Regions from separate parts of the Mus musculus genome. Here regions 1 and 2 are each linked to region 3. A link is a contact called in public Hi-C and HiChIP or PLAC-seq data. All regions are on one chromosome and are shown on one strand. Each heading gives the region's core, a stretch centred on a gene start, on an enhancer-like site or on the middle of the called end of the contact. The rest is flanking DNA. Distances are from core to core; before and after follow the strand shown. Region 1 has its middle 21 kb from the start of Gm31463. Region 2 has its middle 25 kb from the start of Gm31463. Region 3 has its middle 190 kb from the start of Gm31135.

The links. HiChIP or PLAC-seq counts read pairs in DNA pulled down with a chosen protein or histone mark. Hi-C and Micro-C count contacts between places; a contact is called where the count stands out from the background.
Region 1: a contact with region 3 is called in a Hi-C map of adipose-derived mesenchymal stem cells, with 2.5 times the contacts expected there. The contact joins two enhancer-like sites. A contact is called at or near these places in 1 of 15 datasets of contacts at CTCF or cohesin (the NIH/3T3 cell line) and 2 of 484 Hi-C or Micro-C datasets (the HPC-7 cell line and adipose-derived mesenchymal stem cells).
Region 2: a contact with region 3 is called in a CTCF HiChIP or PLAC-seq map of the NIH/3T3 cell line, with 8 read pairs. The contact joins two enhancer-like sites. A contact is called at or near these places in 1 of 15 datasets of contacts at CTCF or cohesin (the NIH/3T3 cell line) and 2 of 115 datasets of contacts at active chromatin or transcription factors (epiblast stem cells and trophoblast stem cells).

What each region holds. Positions count from the first base shown.
Region 1 is chr8:8,553,538-8,558,142 of GRCm38.p6, forward strand. No RefSeq gene overlaps it. Among named protein-coding and RNA genes, the nearest start is that of Gm31463, 21 kb to the right of the region's middle. Within about 2 kb of position 2,789, at least 30 of the 459 cell types and tissues checked have an H3K27ac peak or open chromatin away from gene starts, as enhancers often do. A contact at or near this core is called in adipose-derived mesenchymal stem cells, where this site is marked.
Region 2 is chr8:8,599,344-8,604,183 of GRCm38.p6, forward strand. No RefSeq gene overlaps it. Among named protein-coding and RNA genes, the nearest start is that of Gm31463, 25 kb to the left of the region's middle. Within about 2 kb of position 3,453, at least 109 of the 459 cell types and tissues checked have an H3K27ac peak or open chromatin away from gene starts, as enhancers often do. A contact at or near this core is called in the NIH/3T3 cell line, where this site is marked.
Region 3 is chr8:8,296,938-8,302,083 of GRCm38.p6, forward strand. No RefSeq gene overlaps it. Among named protein-coding and RNA genes, the nearest start is that of Gm31135, 190 kb to the right of the region's middle. Within about 2 kb of position 3,169, at least 40 of the 459 cell types and tissues checked have an H3K27ac peak or open chromatin away from gene starts, as enhancers often do. A contact at or near this core is called in the NIH/3T3 cell line and adipose-derived mesenchymal stem cells, where this site is marked.

The DNA.
Region 1 (4,605 bases), core at 1,539-4,038, 260 kb after region 3:
GCACCATGTCCACTAATAGCTCTTGCACACTTGTTATATGAGGACCCCTTTTAAATGATCTATAAAAACTACTAATATTTCAACTGTGAAATGCACTTAAAGAAAAATATTTCGGTAAAGATCCTAGATGACTATTAAACTATTTATCAACTGTATGTAGTGTTGTGTGTTCATGCTAAGGTATATATAGGTTATGTGCACATGTTATTTGCACAAGTGTGCAAAGGTCAGAGAACAACCTTGGTTGTCTACAACTCTGCTTTGTAAGACAGGATCTCTCACTGTCCTGAAGCTTACCACATACTCTGTTTACCTAGCCATTGGGCCAGGTATCTACCTAAGGACACTCTTCAATACTTCGATTACAAGTGAACAACACACACCTGACTTTTTAATTGTGGATCCTGAAAAGCAAATTCAAGTCTTCATGTTTGCATAGCAAATAGCTTATTGAGTGAGTTTACCTTCCCTGCCTTCAAAGAATTTTGTGGTGTTGGTTTTATTTTGGTTTTGGTTTTTTGGTGTTTTGGTTTCCTTGTTTGTTTGTTTTCCAATTCTGTGTCTGAATCCAGGGTCTCATGCATACAAGATAAGCACTCCACCACTGATCCACATCCAACTTCTCCCTCTGTGTTCTACTGTCTCCCCGGGGGTTTGTTCTAAGGTTGGCATTTCTGGCCTAGTTAGAGTCAGTTAGGCATTCTTGAATAAGATGTCAAGACCTGGAAACTACTACGCAAACCCTAATCACTGGTCACAATATCCATCTCTTCCCTCCAGGGAAGACTAGAAGTCAACAGGTCACTTTGAGCTCTCTCTCTCTCTCTCTCTCTCTCTCTCTCTCTCTCTCTCACCCAGTTAAGCAGAAAGTCTTATTGTTCTATCTTCAAAGTACATCAAGATCCCAAAGTTTCCCCAGCTACCAGAACCTTACCCTTACCCTGGCCCCAGCCATCCTCCCCTTTCCCGCAGACTCCTGCCTTAACAGCCAGATAACTTGCCTTGTTTTAACCCTTGAGCCTCTGTAACTCAACAGCCCTACGGACATCTTCAGAATCTAAGTGGGTTCCCATCGCTCAGGCAAAATTCATCAATGGCCTTTCATGGCAGTAAGAACAAATTCTCAGTGCCTACAATGCCTGTGAGGTCCTTCACTCTTCACATACACCAACCTGGTTTGCTTTGAACAGGTAGCTACTACATCCCCACTCCCCATCGTCTTTCTTCCTGTCCCCAAGTAGCCAGGCACACATTCACTTGGAGGGTTTTACATCCATTGTGCATCCAGCTAGGCTGTTCTCACAGAGGTGTCTGCATAGCTCTGTCCTTTGCTCTCATAAAAATCATTGCTCAAGTGGCCAGCCTTCCCGGACCATCTTCCAACCGATAGCATTCCTGCTGGTAATTGCCTTTATCTCATCTCCCCCCACCACACCCCACACTGCCTTGTCTTCATTCTCCAACGGGCTCAATGTCACTGTGTTTACATATAATATTCATACCTACTGCATCGGTTGCTCTCTTTCCATCCCATGCTGTTCCACATGTCCCTTTCCTCTATCACCAGTACACCCCCAGATCATACCCATCTGTGCCTTAATACAGCACAATGGTCTCCTCTCACCTTGGTGGAATAGAGGGGTTCAAGAGGGTCCCTGGATGGCTAATGTCTGTACCTACCACACCCCACACTTCCAGGAAGCAGGATGGTGGCCACCAGACCAGGTGTTTCATTCCATGAATCACAGGCCATGGTTACTTTAGACCCTCCAACACCCCCACTTCCACCATCTACTACAAGTGAAAGATAGTTCTTAAAAATGCAGGCTAGGGTAAGCTGTGTGCAGTGGTACACACTGCAATCCCAGCATGTGAGAGATGAATGCAAGAGGATGAAGAGTTCAAGGACAAGCTAAACTATGTAATGAGTTCAAGGCCAGCCTGGGCTATGTAAGACCCTGTCTCAATAAAGGAAACAAAGGTCAGTAGCATGGCAGTGGTGAGCTCTGAAGACGCCGTGTGGGAACCTCACAAACTAGTTTGGTGCTCCCAGCTTTTCTGATAAATAGATGAGCAGCAATTTGTTGTTGGTGCTGTAGGGAATAACTTTCCAGAAGTGAAGATGTGATCTTTCTACTGAATTGCTGAAGCCTCTTTATCACCTCAGCTTCTTCACAACACCTCAAGTGTCCTGTTCTGCACTCACTGACACAATAACCCTCTTGCAGGTATGAAAATATTCACGTTAAACTTTCCCCAGGCCTTAGAATAACCATCACATTTCTCTAGAAAGCAGCTATGAAGCATCCTGGTATACGGGGCCGGAGTCATGGCTAAGAGCCTGTACTGCTCTTGCAGAGAACCCAAGTTCAATTCTCAGTATCCCACAATGCATGCCTCACAACTACCTATAACTCCAGATCTGGATCTGGGGAGAGCCAATGTTTTGGAAACTTGCATTGATGTGCACATACCCATACACGCACACACACACACACACACACACACACACACACACACACACACACACACACACGCACGCACGCGCGCGCGAGTAATTGAAAATAAAAGTAAATCTAAAAAGAAAGAGAATCCTGACATCCATATAAAATAAAGTATGGACGTTTTATGGGAGCACGATAGCTCTATCTAGAATGAAATAAAACAATCCAAACAAAGAACGATAACAACAACAAGCATGATTAATTAGTAAGCCCCCTTGTTCCAATGTCTGCACGTCGTAAATACCCAAGGAGGCAAGAGGGAGCTGCCTCGCCCCGAGCCCTGTGCTTATCGAGGTTGCTACCCTGAGTCAGGGTTTACAGTACTCACAGCTGCACATTCTTGACTGTACCGCCTTATGTTTTATGATCCAACCAGATGTAGGCCATAAACCGGTTTTATCTATTCTGTGGTTTGCTCCATACCAAGAAAATAAACTTCAAATGCCTAACCTCTTCATGACTGTTCCACTATTGCAAGCAGTAGAGCAAACAGGGTTTTTTGTTGTCTGGTACCCTAAAAAATGCTCTAAAATCAAAGTCTATTTGGGAAGATGGATTCCCTACTCCTGGAGATGGCAAAAAGGCCAGGATGGTTTGAATGGGTTGTGCTGTGTGTGCAGTGGCTCATTCTATTGATTTCGAGGCTGATGGACCGTAGGCTTCATCGATGGCTCCTTTCAGCTTCCTCCAGACTGAGAAGGAAATGGTCCTGTCTGTGCTCTGCTTGGGGCCTGCATTATTGATATTCTTTAATCATTATGTTGGAGCATAAAGCTGCTGTTATGTTGCCATTATGATGTGTCTTTATAGAATGTAGTTAGTGAAACAAAAATAGAGGATGCAGCAGGCAGAGCTGTCCCTCCATCTCTGTGAGGCTGAGCTCAGCTCGTGGAACTGAGAGAGAGCCCCCTGGCATGCTGGGTTTTTGGCAACAGTTACACAAAATGAACCTTTCTCAGCCTTCTAAAGAGGAAAAGCCACCTCTAGCATTTCAGCCCACTAGGAGACCTGCAGAAAAGCAGAGTCCATTTTCTAAGGCAATGTGTTCATTTTAACTTTCCTTTCTCTCCGTGCATGATCACTGTGCCTGCAGCACCACATCCCATGTGCTAGGGATGCAGTGAACAGCCCTGGCCTCAGAACCCTCTGGATGCTTTTAACCAAGTTGAGAAACTGAAAAGGTTGCAAACATTCCTCAGGAGCAAACTAACAAAACTGTGTCCAACTGCGAATGTCTTTTCAGATTTCCCATCTTCTGTTTCATCTAAATATCCTGCTAGCCGACTGCTGTTGAGGTTCTGTAAGATAAACGATGTTGCCACGAACAAGTAAATACTTCTGTACCTTTTACTCTTTTACTGTGTAATGAAGGAAAATGGAAACACCTGGCGACCATGTCTGCTAGCAAAGAGGGGTACATCCATTTCTAAGCAACCTCTGAATGGAGGTATATGTCCAAGCTCAAAAGAGATCTTTTCCCCCTGAGTACAGAGCTTGCTGTGTTCCTTGCCTGGGACACAGAAGGACACACACACCCATGAGGGATCATCAAGTTTATTATCGGAAGCCAGAAACATGCCTGGGCTTGTTCTGAGGGCCGTGTCACCTAGTCTAATCCAACATGCTGAAAACCCACTTGTTGGAATAGTTGAGTTGGTCCATTTTGCCTTCTAAATGTAGTTATATACATTAAAAAGCAGCTTTCTTGAGGCCTCATATATCCTAGGTTACACGGAGGTGATGACACAGAAGCAATAAATGAAGACTGGCATCTTTTCTATGTGTTTGCTTGTGGCGTTTTGCTTTGTTTCATTTTTGCTTTTCTGTATTGTGGACTAGAAGTGAGTTCAGATTCAGGGCAGATGTTGCCCGGACTGAGATTCGCTGCCTCCAGCTCCCCTGTGTTTTACAAGAGAAATCTAGTTAAGATGAACTTCACAGGTGTTTTGAGAAAGAAGACAGGAAAGTGACACAATTTACAAGTAGAATCAGGAATGGAGCTAGCTGTACCTGACATGAACGTGCTCGTTAAAAGTGTGCGAATTTCAGAATTTTGATTTGTTTTAAAGCCACAGTTGTGATTTTACATTTCCTTGACCTA
Region 2 (4,840 bases), core at 2,203-4,702, 300 kb after region 3:
CATATACATGTACACACATACACACATGTATACACATATATATACATACACACGAACACACACACATATACATACATACATACATACATACATACATAAATACGTATATATATATACACAAACACATGCACATATACACATATACACAAACACACACACATATACACATACACACATGTATGCACATGCATTTACATGTACACATAATATACAAACACACATGTATACACATATACATGTATATATACACATATGCACACAAACACATATTAATACACAAATACACATATAAATATACATGCATGCACTAAATAAAATCTTTTTGAAAGAAAAGGAAAAGGACAGGGTGTAGATGAGTATAATAAAAATACATTATATGTATTAAAATGTCATAATGACCCCTGTTACTGTTTATTAATTAATTAATATATGATTAATATATACTGATTAAATAATTAATTAACATATACTTATTAAAATCTTTAAAATATTATCCTAACATACATGTTAGCACTCTGCATTCTCCAGGTACAGCCTCGGTGGAAGCACTTTGGACACTATTCATGTACTCAGGATGAAGAAAAAAGAAAAAACTTCCATATTTCATCCGTAGAAAGAGCATTTCCCACAGGGTGCAGGCAGCATTCCCAGGTGTCTCTAGGACTCTAATCCAAACACCAGGATGTGTCCTTGCTGGTGCATGAATGATGCCAGCTCCTCACTGAGCCCCGCCCACACGAAGGAGCTGAGCGCTGGATGCCACCCATAGATTCTCACAGCCAGGACATGGGAGAAATCCCAGTTGCTGATCCACAAAGCAGCGTGGGAGCCTGGTGCAGAGACGGCATCTAGATAGAGGTCCTGACGCTGAATTGTCAGTTCTCCAAGTACCTGCTGATGGGCTAGGCCAGTGGCAGAGTGGAGGTGATGGATTAAAACTGGATAAATAACTGGGCCCTGCTTTGTATGGGTTCTGGTTGTCATGTTGTGTGTGAGTTTTATTTTGCTTCTAGCCTGGAGAACTGAAATCCAATGAAAGCCAAGAGCCCTGCCCCTTTGTAAGGCGGAGGCAGAAGCAGCTCTCAAGCACTTCACAGTGGGGTTTGAGAGACACAGGAGACCTTGAAAGGAACACTGTGGGACAGCTGGGGGAGGGAGGGGGAGGACGGTGGAGGGGGGGGGGTCAGCGGAGGTGGGAGAAAGCTCTGTCTCCAAGGCTGCGTTTTAAGCCATGTGTCCTTGTTCCATGGCTTGTTCAGTCCAGATAAAAATCCAATCTAAGGCGGCTGTGGTGGCATATGCCTCTGATCCCAGTACCTGGAAGGCAGAGGCAGGCAGATCTCTGTGAGTTTGAGGGTAGCCTGGTCTACATAGTAAGTTTCAGGCCATCCAGTGCTACATTAAGAAAAAAATCCTAGATAGGATACCACAAAAATAATTTTTTAAAAAAGGAACAACATGCCGGGCGGTGGTGGCCCACGCCTTTAATCCCAGCACTCGGGAGGCAGAGACAGGCGGATTTCTGAGTTCGAGGCCAGCCTGGTCTACAAAGTGAGTTCCAGGACAGCCAGAGCTATACAGAGAAACCCTGTCTCGAAAAACAAACCAACAAACAAAAAATAGCAACATGTCCCTTGGCTCCTGGGTGCTTCTCTATACCCCAGTGCTGCTCCTGGTTTCGGATGCGTTAACCACGAAGACCTCAGGCAGAAAAGCAGGAAGCACAAGGAGGCTGACTTGATCTACCCCACTGTGTGAGTCCAGCCATTTTAAATCTGAAATACTTTGAAGACACTCGGGGACAAACACCTTTGTTTCTTCGAGCCTATGAAGGACAAGGAGAAGTGGTTGCCACACTACTTTCACAAGAACCTTCCTCATCCCATTTGAGGGAAAACATCCTCAGAGAACAGCTCTCCTCTCTTTCATCTGCCAGCGATGACGGCTGCAGTCTCCTCTGTTTGCAGCTTTGTGTGTAGGCCTCAAATGACCCATCCGTTTCCCAGGTTGTGTGCTGAAGTAGCTCCTTGGTCCTCTGAGATTTAACAAGGAAATCTCCTGTCTGATTCCCCATCTAACTAAGGCCCTTGAAGCCTGTATTCTCCTGTCCTATCTATGAACATTTTAACATAATGAGTATGTGGTTATATGCATTGACATAAGCTTCATATAGGAGTTGATTATCTTTTTTTTGTACTGGAAACTGAACACAGGGCTTCATGCGTGCTAGGCAAGCATTCTACCACATGGACCTACTTCCTAGATTTTTTTTTTTTTTTTTCAATGTGCTATATAAGTCAGGATTTTGCTAAGTCACCCAGGCTGGCTGTACACTTATTTTTGTAAGCCAAGCAAGGATCCTCTTGCTACATCCTCCCATATAGCTGCGATGACAGGTTGGCACCACTAGGCCTAGCCACACCAATATTTAGAAGCAAGTCACGATTTTTTGTTCAGTTAGCCCTGCGCACCTCCCACAGTGAATGAAATGGTGAAAACTTTCAGGTGTGCAGGTTGAGGTCCACAGTGGACCACAGCCTTAGAGCATGGCCTCGTGTACTGAAGGGACGGTCCAGACAGAGTCGGAAGAGGAGATGAGCGAAGGATAGCGCACTTAGCTCTGCGGGAAGTAGAGGAGAGCAAAGCAAGGGGGCCTCTGTGGCCAAAGTTTGCGTTCTACCATTTAACAGGCTTCCACATCCCGGATGGCAACTTGAAAAACTGAGCTCGTGGCCTTGATTGATAAGTCAGAGGCATCAAAGAGTGTTTTCTCTTAGTAAGTCTCTCTCCCACCCTCCAACTGCACAAGAGCTGTGCTATTTCGCGACTGTGTCATGGGAAATGTTACATTTGTTTGTAACTTAGATACTGCTTGGTCGCAGCAGGTCAAGATTGTTGGTAAAACTTTGAAATGCCCCTGTAGGATGGGGCTGTAGCTCTGCAGTATACCACCTGCTTAGCATCCAAAAGGCACTGGGTTCCACGTCTACCAGCACCATAAAAAAAAGAAAACCAGCAAGCATAAAACCAGGCCACGGGTAGTCACTACTGCACTGAGGGTATCTGGTTACTCAGTGTGTGGGAAAGAGGCAAGTGTCTTACATTATATTGCAAATATAACACTTGATAAACATATTTCAGGATATTTGGTTTCCTTTGAGAGCAGTTTCAAAATAGTTGGCTTTGTGATGTGCTGTGCACTTTATTTTATGGATTTTAAAATCTTGTCATCAGGAGAGAGGAGTCCACGACTTATCCAAACTGCTAAAAGTGTCCTGAACCACCAAACTCATCAAGAGTTCCTTCTTGGCTGGCCACACGGTGACACACTTTTCATAGAAGTAGCTAGTGCCACTTCCTGAAGGAGAGTTGCCTCGCTGAGCAGACAGGAGTTCGTGAGGCAGAGGGTGGGGTACAGCAGTTCCTGGGGCAGCTTGGGTTCACCAGGCAGGCAGTCCTGCCAAGTTCTGAGTCATCTGTGCCCCAGGAACTGGAAGGAGCAGGTGGGGCAGGCAGACTCCACTTTACAAACACCAGGCTCCTTCGTCTCTGCTTATCTAGTGCACTGTGTGGGCTCCAGGCCTGTCTCACTCTCTCACCCAGGACTTTCATCCCATCTCTGACTCAGCTTCCTGGGGTAACCACGCACACTCCAGGCTCTTCTGCAGGAGCCACCTGGTTGACCAAACCCACTTGCCCCCACTAACCAGGATCTTGACTTGACAGAATCACCTCCTTCCAGAGTCATGTGGGCTCAACATGGGCTTCTCTGAATCAGCTGAAGCAACCCTGCTTCTATTCACAATGGCAGCAGGAGGTGAGAAGCTGAGGGGGCCGAAGAGGGGAAGTGCAGATGAAGAGGGAGCTGTGGGGTTTGCTTGTGTTTCTTGTCTGAGTTCACAGACCTAATATGAGTCACAAAGCTATCAGATGCCAGGTTGCTGCTGGGATAAGAGGGAGGAATGTCTCACTCCCTTCACCTGCACACTGTTTGCAGGTGAAATTGGCTCCTCTGATTCCTTCAGGAGCGCCACCTTCCAGGCTCCCTCAACTTGTGGTCTGGGGCTACATATAGCCAATGGCAGACATGAATGCAAGCCACCTAAGTTGTCTTGCCTATAAGACTATTATATTGTTTACAGTTTAAAAAGAAAAAGCCAACCATGCAGTTGGCTCTTGGGTGTGAACTTTGTAAATGACAACTTCCTGCTGTCACAGCAAAGGTTTGTTGTAAGATACCCATTCAAGGTAGGGCTTATCCAGTGGTGTATTCGCAGGGCCACAAGGCTGAGTTCCACTCTCTTCTTCTTGGCCACAGGGCCCTGGGGCTCAGGTTGCTATGTCTAGGGACTTAAAGGACCAGTTGGGTCCCCACCAGAGACATCCTTATAACTGTGGCATTACTGCGGACGTTGCCCAGGTTGGCCTAGATTGCTGCCAATATTCTTTGCATTGGCAGATTATATGGGTAATAAATTCGAAGTGTCGTCACCTATGACTTGGTGAACATTAAGCTAAATGCTGTAAGGGCTGATAGTGTACTCTTGTATATTTCAATTATAACTCTCCATCCTGCCATGAAATGGCAGCTGAGAGGAAGCATCCTTCTTTGGGTGTGGTTCTTAAACTTAAATAATCATGTTTTAAAGCTCAGTGCTTATCCACTCACTAGATCAACTCTGTGGGAACTCTACAACAATGGCCAGCACAGAAGCCAACTGCAGGCAGTGGTGGACGTGACCACACCCAGTCACGGAGACGACCACTGGAAACTGCAATACTGTTATTTACTTTACAGACGACAAGGACACGGGGACACTGGATCAGAGGCTGGAATGTG
Region 3 (5,146 bases), core at 1,919-4,418:
AGTCAAGAAACTTCTAGCCAGGCATGCTGGAACTCATCTGCAATCCCAACACTTGAGAGTTGGAGGCAGGAGGATAGTGAATTCAAGGCCAGCCTGGGCTATACAGCAAGACCTGTAAGGAAAATAAAAGCAAGGGAGTGGGGAATGTTGTGCCCTCTTCAGCAATGTCTTAGCAACCTGACTAGGGAATAAAGAAAGGACAGACACACGGAAGTGCATATGGATGGGGGGGGGGGTGGTCATATGTAGCAGAGGGAGAAGAGGTAGCTATATGACAGGAGATCTCTGTGACCAACCATCTCAGACTGTGAACACTGTGGAGGAGGAAGCTGCAGTTGCTGGGTTTTGTACACATTGATCAGATGTTTGCAATTACTCACACTCAGACCAGATGAAGGATTTGCTAATCTGAGTTTGACCCATAAGGTGAAGGCTTCACCAGTTGTCGATGGCTCTGAGGCCCATGGAAATGATGGACTTCTTCAGTTTCTTATGTACGCACACTCAAGACTCCTCTCGTCCTCACGGGGGAGGTAGGAAAAGTTTTAGCAAAAATTCATATGAGTATTAAAATCTTGGATTCATTTGCACCTCAGTGATCTAATGATGTTTCTGTGATTAAAAAACAAAACAACAACAAAAAAAAACCAAACAAACAAAAACAAAACCCCCAAACAACAACAAAAACCCTACAAAGTTCAGATTTCTTTTCAAATTTCATCCATCAGGTTCTGATACTTGATTATAGTCCTTTCCTCGCCTACATGAGCACCTACATCAAGGACAGAAAACTCTAACCTTAGAAACACAATCTGAAGCCCAGGAATGGAGTCTCAGAAGAAGCACAGTGTGTGTGGCTTGTGTGCACACAAGTCCTTCCCATTCCTTACTGCAGGCTGCTGTTATTTCAAAGGTAAACTTGAGATCAGTGGTGGGCATAATGTTTTAAATGCTCTGCAGCTGCATTCAGGAGTCCTACTCTTTGAAGTATAGAATTAATAGTTGAATGATATACCTCAAAGCATGGCCCATAAGGCAGGCAGCGGGTGAAAATGGGAACATTTCCAGAGAGGTGAGCACGTGATGTTGATAAGACCCCCATCTGGGGCCGATTCACCCGCCATCCGTACACAAAGGGGCTTCTTTGAAGTTAAAGAGAAAAAGTATTCCAGTAAAATGGGCTGTAGCCACTCTCAGATAACTACTAAGGACAAACAACAATAAAAAGAGTGTGACACACACCTGCATTGGAAAATAAACGGAGGAGTGTTACCCCCAAGAAAATGCTTAGACTCTCATTGTATCTATCTGTCATCTATCATCTGTCACTGTTTATTTGTCTATCATCGTTCTGTCTGTCTCCCAACCCCCTGTGGTCTAAAAGAATTTTAAAAATCGGCAGGACAGTGTTACATCGCAAAAAAGAATGGTGAAGAAGCCAACTTCTACTTATAAGGCATAGCTTTAATACAGAAAGGGTACAACTTCTAATGACATGCAAGATTAATTACCAAGTTGGATAAAATATCATTACTTCTTCCTGCCAGGTTTCAATATGCATACATATGTACATGCATACAGAGACACACACACATACACAGACACATACACACACATACACATGCACACAGACACACACACACACAAACACACATGACTAAAACATTAGCTAGCCAGCATCAAAGGCTCTGGTCCCTATTCTTCAGTCCTACAGGAACTGAGGCCTTTAGCATATAAAGAGAGGAAGAAGTAGTTGGCAAAACCATGATGACTGTACCTTGCCTCCCTCTTGAGGCTTATTGTTTAATATACTCATCCTCCTTTATATATGCATCCCTCTTCTATCACACACAAGCACACATACATACACACATATGCACAGACACTCAAACACATACACACATGCACAAACACCCACAAAGATACAAAGACACACATAGTCAAGTACATTGTGTGGTTCAAACAGGCTGAGCAGCTTGCCACGTGGCCTTTGCATGGTACTTTCTTCTAACTTCTAACTGAAGCTAGCACAAGGTCTCTGGGAGGCAGAAGGGAAGTGATGTTCTTGAATGGTACATGCTCTTCCTAGTACCTTGCTATTGGACACAATTCAGCAGCCATGGCTGTGTTCCAATAAAAATTGATACTAACATTTGAGCTTCACAAAGTTTACAAAACTAACAAAGTCCTATTTTCCTGTTCTGTCTACCATTTAAATGCAAAGAAGAAGAAGAAGAAGAAGAAGAAGAAGAAGAAGAAGAAGAAGAAGAAGAAGAAGAAGAAGAAGAAGAAGAAGAAAACAGTACTTTAGCTCTTAGATCACATAATACAGGCAAAGACAATGGGCAGATTTAACTGCCAGGCTGCAAGCTGCTCACTCTGTTCTTTATGCTGGTTCTGAATGCCCTCTGTGCTTACGCAAGCGTACTATGGGCATGCAAATCCATCTCAATCATGCAGTCTTTCCCAGAATTCTGAGTAACTTTCGATATCCACACTCCCCACCCCACAGCCAGGAACTGTCTTTTGTAGCCTCATATGGCAGATTTGCATGGCAGCTTTGCATGGCTTTTTCTGGGAAGGCATAGACAAGCATATTATCTGCTGTGAAGAAATTATTCCGGCTAAGTTCAACCTGATAAGCCAGTGAGTTCGTCAGGCTTACTTACAGGAGCATGGGTGAATAGCTTCTTACGGGTTTGCGAGTGACTCAAAAACATAGAGATCACCAGGAAGCACCACCCCATTTTTCTAATGATGCCCTCACTTAACCTCCTAACTCCTATGTCTTCCAGTCCCTCCCAAGGTCACATGCACCTGGAGGAAAGGTGGAATCCCAGGCAAGGAGCCTGTGTCCCCCTAGTAGAGGGTTCATTGCCCCTTCACCATTACCATAGCACCTTGATATTGCTGCTTCCAATGCTTGTTTCATAGTCAGGACTATGCCCACAGCAGCTGGCAGTCATGTCAGACCACTGAAGATTGCTTTACACTAACAGCTATCAAGGCCTCACCATCCATCCCATGAACAACTAATAATAATGTGAAGTGGGAGGGGATTCATCTTTATTTCATTCTCGTTTGCTAATGTTCTTATGAGTCACTGTGATGCAGACAGAGGATATTAGAAGGACTTGGAGACGGTCTGCCTGGGAACCAGAGCCCTGAACATGTGGACTCCCAGGTTCTCTGTCAGGGATAATTGCTAATATAATCTGGATCAGGGTGTGGCTCACAAGATTCATCCCACAAACATTCCAGGCTGGCTATGCATCAAGATTCCAGCTGGGAACAGGACAAAGATCCTCATCCCCCAAGGACATTACATCCTAGCCAGGAAGACAACTTTCAGAACTGGTCTGATGAGAAAGTGAAATGAAACACTGTAAAAGGCCTGAGTGGAGGAAGCCAGGACAAGGGGAAGAAAAAGGCAGGAGGGGAAGGAGGGATGAGGAGGTCTTTGAGGAACACACCCAAGTCACAACCCTCCTGCTGTTTCTTGGATCTTCATGTTTTCCCTTTAAAGAGGAGATGAGTTACTTAGCTCCTGAGACTCTTCTCTTAGGCCTCGTCCCTCCCTCACTCAGTTTCTGAGCCCCTAAAGGAACAGATGTTATTTTGAAACACTGCCTTGACTCCACATGCCTTTAAGACTTCATTCATTCAATAAATACGTATGAAACATCTTTTATGTGCCTGCTCGATTCCAGGCATCTGGGATGCATCAGAAGAAAGTAGAGTTAATGACACATTAGACAATTGTGAAAGCAAAAGACCACAATGGAGAATACGGGTTTGAATGTGTGTGTGTGTGTGTGTGTGTGTGTGTGTGTGTGTGTGTGTGTGTGTGTGTTAAAAAGTGATTTAGGATAGGGCTTAAGTTAAAGAGGACTTTGAGCAAAGGCTGGGCAGAGCTGGATTCAGCCTTTGTGGTATTTTCAGAGCTGTAGAACAATTAATGGAGTCAGAGGGGGAATTATTTCCACTCCAAGGCAAATATTGTCAAAGCATTTTTGATGGGAATGTGACCTGGGCTAATGTGAACAGTCAGATCATTGCAGGTCTTGAACAACCCCAGGCCCAGTGTGGCTTTGTTTCTCATTCTAATGGAGAGCTGATAAGTGGTATGCCATGTTCCCACCACATTTGGAAGGCATGTTTCGGCCATGTTATTGAGACTAGATGATGAGAATTAAGATAGAGTCAGGAAGATCAATGAGGAGTCCTCATTTCATGATCCAAGTGCCTGAGATGAGGCAGCCTGCAGGGTGTACATCCACTGGATAAGCAGAAGGTGAGTTTGCTGAGAGTGAACCAACTCTTAAATACAAACACTGTAGGCAACTGAATTTACAGGTCTAATTCCAAAGATAGGTTTGAGCTGAAATATAAATGTTAGCATCTTTGCTTGTAAACAGCAAATGCGGCCAGTAGATGGGCAAGGTCAGCAAGAGATAAATGAGGACAAGAGAAAGTGCCGGGGGACAGTCCTGAGCTGCTGAGAGTGAAAGATTTATCACCATTGTCACTGAACGAACTGATTCACTGTCTGACTCAGGTTTAATACCTCAGACATGTCACAGCCTAAGAAAGGGATTCCCTGGTATCGAGAATATGGGATCTCCTATACAGGCAACTTTTTTCTTTTAAAAAGGAAAATCATCTTTTAAGCAATAAACACACACACAGAGAGAGAGAGAGAGAGAGAGAGAGAGAGAGAGAGAGAGAGAGAGAGAGAGAGAATCTGTTCTCTATACACATTTGGTTCTATGGATTCTACATCTCTGGAAGTAACCAACCATGGACTGAAAACATTCTTACAAAAATGTATGTCTTCGTGAACAGATAGACACAATTCTTTTCAGTATTCCCTAAACAATACTCATCAAGAACTGGCTACCTGGCACTCACAGTATGCCAGACGCCATAAGCAACCTAAAGATGATTTAACATTCTCAAGAGGACATGAATAGACAGCTTGTAAACAAGTCTCCACTTTGTGTAAAAGACTTGGTACTGGAACCAGTCTCCTGTGAATAACAAGGGAGGAAACTTTCAAAATACAACTATATCACAAAATATTGAAGAAGATAATATTCAGTGACTTTTAGCCCTACCATATATTAATAACTCAATAAAAAATTCA